Regions from separate parts of the Gossypium arboreum genome. Here region 1 is linked to region 2. A link is a contact called in public Hi-C data. All regions are on one chromosome and are shown on one strand. The core of a region is the stretch at or near the end of the contact, and the rest is flanking DNA. Distances in the headings are between cores, read along the strand shown. Region 1 holds the start of LOC108471189 (GEM-like protein 1). Region 2 holds the start of LOC108469703 (14-3-3-like protein B).

Region 1 (4,439 bases), core at 627-3,126, 390 kb after region 2:
TTTACAACTCATTTCAATAGCCTTACCTATTCCATTACCAACTTCTCCTTATTAATAAGTTAAGGCAAACACAGCTTTAACTACAAAAGCACTAACTCAAAAACTAGCACTACGGTAACCAAGCAGGAAAAAGAACAAATCAAAGATGATGAAGACCTTATGAAACAAGGGGTCTACAAAACTTTAGCAAATAACTCGAACAGGTCATAAGTCATAACTGCAGATGCTTATTTAAAAGCAAAGGTTTAATCTAACAAAGCATCCGGGATCGGCAACTTTTGGTGGAACCACATAGATGATAGAAATAGAATCATCAAGCATTGAGCCCCCGATATGCTAATTTCAAAACATGTAATCAATAAAGGGAAAAAAATCCATAATTCATGTCCTTTTAGTGATATATGGAACTGCCTGGGAATGTAAAATCTAAAAAAATCAGTCTACACTCAACCCTAACCAATTAGACACAGATGCAATGACTTGACCAACTGAAACGCATAACATAAGCTCTTATACCTTATAGTAGCTCCATTGAGTCTGAGCACCAACTTGGTAAGACAGAGGATTGTCGCTACAAAAAGCAAGCTTTTGACTTGACAAATATAAAACTCCCATAACAGGACCAGCCGAGGTGGACAAGTAACATGCATAAGTCTTCAGAAGCTGTTCCTCAGGAGCAGTCTCAAATGTTGTTCGGAAAATCTTGTCATAACCACCTTCTGCAAGAACTTTGGTACCCTGAGCAATTCTTCCTACAGCAGCATCAGCAAAACTTGGCCCAGTTTTCACTGTTGCAACAACAACAACAACAAAAAAAAAAAACCCCATAAACTTACTAATTATATATACTTCATATAACATAATCCAATCAACTGATATCGTGTATTGAGAATACCCTAATGCTATACATTTGAAATGTATAAACTATTAAATAGATATTCAACAAATCCATAATTTTGAAAACTAATCTGATATTTACATATATTTATTTATCCATGATTTACACTATTTTTGAAATCCAAATTCAAACACTACCTAAAATTCATATTAAAAATTCAAGAGTCACTGAGTCTATCGTGCAGGGGAACCAAGGGTGGTCAATAAAGAGAAATAATTACAATGTTGCCACATGTTCCCAGCTATCTCTTTTGCCTTCTTAGTATCCTCCGCCGCTTTCTTTCCCAATTTCCCTAACACCTCTTTCACTGCTCCCATCTTATCTGCTAAACGAAAGGGCTTAAATATGAATGGTATTCAAATAAAAAGAACAAATTTAGTAGAAGGTGAAGCAAGTGGGTTACTCTTGACGGAAGATGATCGAACCGGAGCAGGAGAAACGTAAGGATTCGACTCAGCCGGCATGGTGGTAGCAGCGCTGCCAGAGAACGTCGCCGGCCCTTGATTAGGCTGCGACTGGGAACCCATGGAAACGTTAGTCCAATTCTCCGGTGGAGGAGCGACGTGCTTGGGGTCTAATTTCGGGTACGGAGCGTAATCGGAACAGAGAGGCGGCACTCGGGTTGAGTCCGAGGATGTTGTGGACTGTTTGGCTTCGGGGATGTTGCTAGGATCGGACTCTGGCTGGCTCATGATTTATATATATGGATGTTGGGATCAGAAGAAACAGAAATGGAAAATATTTTAAGGGGTCAAATCGTGAGGGAATATTGTAGGATTGATTCGTCGTGGGGTTGAATTTGGTTACGTTAAGTTTTGGTTTGAATTTGAAATTGGAAGGAGCAGCCGGCAATTGGCAGATGGCCACACGACAGGACAACGACAACGACATAATAATATCCGGTAACGTCCGACTCGGTAGGCCTTATACGTCCTAGATTTTCGCTTCGCCTTTCAACTTGAGCCCAAACATTGTACTAAGCCCGTTTATAACTAGGATTTTGTGTCTCTTTGGGCTTTGTCGGATTAAGTTGTATGGTAATAAATCTATATTCTTGTCCTCTTTTATTACCTCACATCTATTCTATTATTTAAACCTTACTACGAGTCAATCATGCTTTAATTTAATTATAAAATTTGTGAATATTTTTAATTAAAATAAATTATATTATTTAAAATTTCTTCAATTTTTTTTAAAAATTAAAAATTCACATGTTATGAGATTTAAACTTGCATTACTTATATCAATAAAACATTAAATTCGCCACTAAATTAAATTTTTATTTTATTATGATATTTACATTTTACTATATTATATATAGTTTATATATTAATGATATTGTTGATTAAGTTGGTGTTACAAGTTAACTTGACAACGACTAAAGATTGATGATAACATCATAATAAATGATTGCAATATATTTGGTTTTCTTAATATAGAGTATTTATGTGTTTAAATTTTATTTTACTCACAAATTAATCTTTTTAATTTTAATATCGTCTATATTTCATATATTATTATTAATTAGTTTCAAATCATATATTTTATTATTTATTATATATTATTTTAAAACTAACATTCATATTTTAAATATGTAATTTTCATAAATATACGTGTGTAATAGAATGCCTAATTAATATAAAAAATCAAATAGCACTATGATATCATAAAAATAGGGTTGCATAATTTTTGAATCTATATGCAATTTTCTAAAAAATAAAGAAAGAAATTAGAGTAAGAATTCAACACCCTATAGATTATATAATTATTTACTTAAGTATATTCTCCTAAATAAGAGTTTTGACTAGTAAAGAATTTGATAATTTTAAATAAATTTTTGGATTCAAGCCTTGTAGGTAGAGAAACAGTAATAACAAGGGCGGCGTAAAGTGTTGGCAAAGGTTTTAGTCTCTTAAAATGAAAAATTATATGTTTGACCCTTTAAATTTTATAAAATTATAAATTAAAGCATAGTAAAATTTATATTTTATCTCCTAAAATGATAGAACTTTAATTTAATTATTTAAAAATTATAAAAATATAAAATAATAAAATAATATAATATATTTTAGCTCTTATAAAAATACCTAACTTAATTTTACTGTTAAAAAATTTTTAACTTCACCTCTAAACTAAAAAAAACTTACCACCTATTTAGAAATTTAACCCACCTTAATTTCAGCTCTGGTCAAGATCTAATATGATTACATGATACTAAAAAGGTCTTTAGGGACAATAGCATCTCATATTAACATATGTCTTGAAAATTTTCTCATTTTCAAATAATGCATTCACAGAGACACCTTTAAGGAAAACTTGATCTCCCATAGCAAACCCAATATCTTTTCTCTTAAGATCTTCATAAGACTTCTATCTGTTAGAAGCTGAATTAAGACTTTCCCGAATCAATTTGACCTTATCCTCAGTCTCAGAAACCATATCTGGACCCATAATCCTCCTCTGACCCAACTCAATCCAACATATCGGAGTGTGAAAGTTACGACCATATAAAGCTCATACGGTACTATCTAAATATTGAACTGAAAGCTATTATTATAAGCAAATTCAGCGAGTGGCAGAAACTCCTCCCAACTACTACAGAAGTCGATAACACAACTCCATAGCATATCCTCCAGTATCTGAACCACCCTCTCAGATTGCCTATCAGTCTTTATATGGAACAAAGTACTAAAGTCTAATTAAGTACCCAAAGCCTCATGCAGTTTCTTCTAAAATCGAGACGTAAATTAAGGGTCTTGATCTGAGATAATCGACACTGAAACCCAATGAAGTCTTATAATCTTGGAAATGTACAATTTCACCAACTTTTGTAGAGAATAGTCGGTTTGAACCGGAAGGAAATGAACAGACTTGATCAATCAATCCATGAAAACCCAAACAGAATCCTTCTTAGTGGGTGTCAAGGGCAACCCACTAACGAAGTTCATAGTTACCCATTCTCATTTTCACAACGGAATCTTAACAAATTGAAGCAAACCTGATGGAAGTTTATGCTCAGCCTTAACATGTTGGCACATCAAACAACGAGACACAAAGTCAATTAACTTTCGTTTCAAATCGGGCCACCAATACAACTCTTAGAGATCACGGTACATCTAATTTCCACCGGGATGCATAGCATAAAGGTTACTATGCACTTCCCGTAAGATGGACTACCTCAACTTGGTATCATTTGGCATACAAATTCGACATCTAAAGCAAAACACACCCTCACTATTAAATAAAAAATCAAAAGTTTTACCCTCTTAACCTGCTAAACCCGAAGAACCAGAGATTCATCCAATAACTACTTACCCCAAATCTAGTCAATCCATGTCAGTTTAACTTGCAACTCAGCTAAAAAGCCACCATTCTTAAACAAACTTAGGCGAGCAAACATCTCCCTCAACTCAGACATCGATCTTCGACTAAGAGCATCGACCATCATTTGGCCTTACAAGATGATACTCTATGATGCAGTCGTAGTCCTTAAGCAACTCTATCCATTTACGTTGCCTAATATTCAACTCCTTCTGAGTGA
Region 2 (4,141 bases), core at 587-3,086:
TTTGTTAACGATATTTTCACACAATCATACTATCATGTTGTAGAGATTAAAATAATAATAAAATAATTATTTTGACATCAGATTTGTGATCTTGAAACCACTGTTCTGATTTGACAAAAAACAGGTTGTTACATATTTATTTTTAGGGTAAATTCTCTAGTTGATCACTCAATTTTTAGGGCACTTTAATTTTGGTCATTTAAAATGAAATCCTTGCAATTTGGTCACCCAACTTTTAGAGCGCTTTCATTTTAGTCACTCAAGCAGTAAACCTCTGATGGTGGTTAATTGTAGACACCACATCATGTTTGCATTTTCATTTTGGTTACTCAACTTTTAAGTTGCTTTCAATTTGGTCACCCAATAAATATCTTTTTTAAATATTGATTCGGGTAAAAAAAAACAAAGGATTAAAGTTTTAAAAAGGTAGAAACTAAAATAATAAACAAAATTTATCAAATTGTACTTGTTTATCTCATTGCGAAAGTTCTAATTTTTTTTGAAATATAAATTTTAAATATTAAGATTCAAAATTATAGTAACAAATCAATTTACATTATTAATAAATAAAGAAATTTCAACAAGTTATTAATTTATTTTGATGTTTTAAAATTATTTTACAAAAGTATCAATGAAACTTATTGTCTTTAATAGTTGTTTACTGAAACCCAAATTTATTTTAACTATATAATCTTGAATTTTCTATGTTAATCTAGAAGTAAAGAAAAATCCTTACAATTAAATAAATAAATTAATTTTATCTACCATGCCAAGCAATAGTCATAATTTTTCATCACTTATTTACCCAAGCATAGAACAAACAATTAATTTAATTAATTTCAAGGATATTTTCTTTACTTTTAGCTTAGCATGGAAGAATCCAAATTATACAATCAAAATAAATTTAAGCTTCATAGACAATTATTATATATAAGTTATTTGTTGATTTTGTTAATTTTAAAATTTAAAAGGAGAATAAATGAATTAATTTTAATATTATAATACAAATCGATTGACATTATCAATGGATAAAATTGTTTCAATAGTTTATTCAATTTATTTTGATGTTTTGAAATTTAAATTTTGATATTAAAAATAGAATTTTCAACAATAGAATAAACAATTACAAATTGACAAATTTTGTGTATTATTTTAGTTTCTACCTCTTTTCACTTTAATCTTTAATTTTTATCCCAATCAATATTTAAAAAGATATCTTTTAGGTGACCAAAATAAAAGTGTAAACATAATGTAATGTGTATAATTAACAGTCATTAGAGATTAAATATTTAGATAATTAAAATGAAAGCATCCTAAAAATTAGGTGATCAAATTGTAAAAATTTTATTTTAAGTGATTAAAATAAAAATACTCTAAAAATTATGTCACCAACTAAGTAGTTTAGCGTTGTTGTTTTACAAATTCTTAAGTTAATATATTGATGTGGTCTGCATTAAGATGCAGTTCCAACTTCATCCAGCCCATTGGAAGCGTTTTAAGCCGTATCCATATTTTAGCATAATTCATTCCATAGATAGGAATTTTTGAATAATAAATATTTTTAAAAAGTTGGTGTATTATATTATAGCAGAGGAAAAGTTAGAGCTTTAAAACTTTTATTTTGGTTGGCTGGCCTGCTGCAACACAAGGAAAGCCGCCAAAAGGAATACAATTTAAAAAAACAAAGGCCAGCTGGAGAGAACTATAAACGACGAAGCCTTTGATAGAGTTTGATTTGATACTCGCGTTGAAAACGTTATCAGTCATGCTCAAAACGGCACCGTTTCGAGCTGGATTAGGTCCCACTTATTACAGGCAAATCTTATCTCCAAAACCGCCCAATTCCATTTTAAATCCTGAATCATTAGTTTTCAAATCCAGATTCCCCAACAAAACCATACTTTTCTTCGCTCAAAAATTCAATAATAAGTCTATCTTAATTAAATAAAATTAAGAAAAACAAAAAACCAACAACCAATTCTATTCTCATTTTTAATTACCATTATACCCTCCTCAACCTTGCGTTAAAAAAAAAAAAACCCTCTAAATCTTCAGGCCTTCAGCGTCCCTCCCGAAAGCGAAGGCAAAAAAAAAAAAAACTGAAAAACGTTCTCTCCCTCGAAACCCACCATTACGGCAAATGGCGACGACGGTCACCGCCAACCTGAGCCGCGATCAGTACGTTTACTTAGCGAAGCTATCCGAGCAAGCTGAGCGCTATGAGGAGATGCTTCAGTTCATGCAAAAGCTGGTCCTGGGCTCAACCCCAGCCGCTGAATTAACCGTCGAGGAAAGGAACCTTCTCTCCGTCGCCTACAAAAACGTCATCGGATCTCTACGTGCCGCGTGGAGAATCGTTTCTTCCATCGAGCAGAAAGAAGAAGGTCGAAAGAACGAGGAACATGTTGTGCTGGTTAAGGAGTACAGATCCAAGATTGAATCCGAGTTGTCGGAAGTTTGCGCTAGTATCTTGACTTTATTGGAGTCGAATCTGATCCTCTCTGCTACTGCTAGTGAGTCCAAGGTTTTCTATTTGAAGATGAAAGGAGATTATCATCGCTATTTAGCGGAGTTTAAGGTTGGTGATGAGAGGAAAGCTGCTGCTGAGGATACTATGTTGTCTTACAAGGCTGCTCAGGTAACATTTTAACTCCAGCTCAAGCTTTGATTGAATAGTTGAATTTTACAGTACAATTTTGGATGTTGACTTGGGGGAATATGACTTTACGGTTGGGGCTTCGATTGTGAAACCTCTTTCATATTTTCTTCTTCCAAAGTTGATTCTTTAGATTTTTGTGTTGAACTGAATGAAGGATATTGCACTGGAGGATCTAGCACCGACGCACCCTATCAGATTGGGGCTTGCGCTGAATTTCTCGGTGTTCTACTATGAGATTCTCAATCAGTCAGACAAGGCATGTAGCATGGCTAAACAGGTGCGTTTTCCTGTTATTTTTGTTACCACTTTATCATGTTTTATGCTATAAATCCACCATTTAGTTTAATCTGGAGCCTATTAGATTAAAGTATGAACCAGCATGAGTTAAATAATTTTTTGTTCAGATAATTGCAAAAAGATAGCTCCATTTGTATTTGTTTGATTCTCATCATTCTATTACTTTAAACTCACTTCTCATTTTGAAAATTTTGAACTTGGGAAGAAACTAGTGTTAAATCAGGGTGTTAGCTATAGTACATAATGTTTTTTGATGCAGATCTGCTAAACCAAATCCTTATGAGCAATTAAGTCATATATATTTGGAGGGTGATATTCCATATCCGTGTCTTAATAAGTCAGATACGGGTGTTTTAAGAAAAATGAAGAGTTGAACAACATAGTAAGATGGTAGGTCAGTGAACAAACTTGAAATACTTAAGAGTTGTAGTTAGATAGGGAACAAATTAGTACAAGATTTCCCAAATTTCAATAGATTTGTGCTGGCCGACGAAGAATTGTTTGTCTTTCTTCTCGCTATTATCTTGCTTATGTTTTTGGGGAGAGAATAAATGGAATGAGGCTAACCTCTGAAATCATTGCAAAATAACTTTCGTAATTTGTTTTAAAACATTCTTTGTGATATTCTTGGGTGTCGATGCATGGTTGCTTGTCATGGTAAGAATAAATCATAAATTAATTTCGGAAATTCATTAAATCTGGCTTGTTTTTCTTTAAAAAAGGCATTTGAGGAAGCCATTGCTGAGCTTGACACACTGGGAGAAGAGTCATACAAGGATAGCACTCTCATTATGCAACTGCTAAGGGATAATCTTACTCTCTGGACTTCGGATGTGCAGGTCATTGCCCTCCCTTCCTCTACCCTTCCCCTTCCCCTCTGAAGCAGGAGCTTGTTTTATCTATCATTTTTATTAATGCTGATTACATTATTATGTTGTTTTTTTGTTGTTCCTTTTATTGTAATTGGCCCAGATGATTAGTTCTTTTTAAGTTTTAAATCTAGGGCAAGGAATAAAGTCTTATTTGCAGGAAAGGCTAGTATAAATAAGTTACTAAGCTTTATGATCAACATTATTCTTATTATATTCTTTGAATGAATAGAAAAAAGACCCTAAAGGTTCCCTATACCCCTACGTTTTTAAAAGTTTCAACTTTCTACTCGTTTTTCAGTCCTAATTCTGCAAA

What was found. Hi-C and Micro-C count contacts between places; a contact is called where the count stands out from the background.
Region 1: a Hi-C map of leaf shows a contact between it and region 2, with 4 times the contacts expected there. The contact joins the promoter of LOC108471189 here to the promoter of LOC108469703 in region 2. A contact is called at or near these places in 2 of 5 Hi-C or Micro-C datasets (both in leaf).

What each region holds. Positions count from the first base shown.
Region 1 is chr3:121,059,085-121,063,523 of ASM2569848v2, forward strand. It overlaps LOC108471189 (GEM-like protein 1), which reads right to left and starts at 1,877. Exons shown (of 4, transcript XM_017772797.2): 1 at 1,302-1,877; 2 at 1,119-1,220; 3 at 517-788. The coding sequence starts at 1,590.
Region 2 is chr3:120,669,532-120,673,672 of ASM2569848v2, forward strand. It overlaps LOC108469703 (14-3-3-like protein B), which reads left to right and starts at 1,837. Exons shown (of 4, transcript XM_017770701.2): 1 at 1,837-2,638; 2 at 2,814-2,936; 3 at 3,679-3,795. The coding sequence starts at 2,141.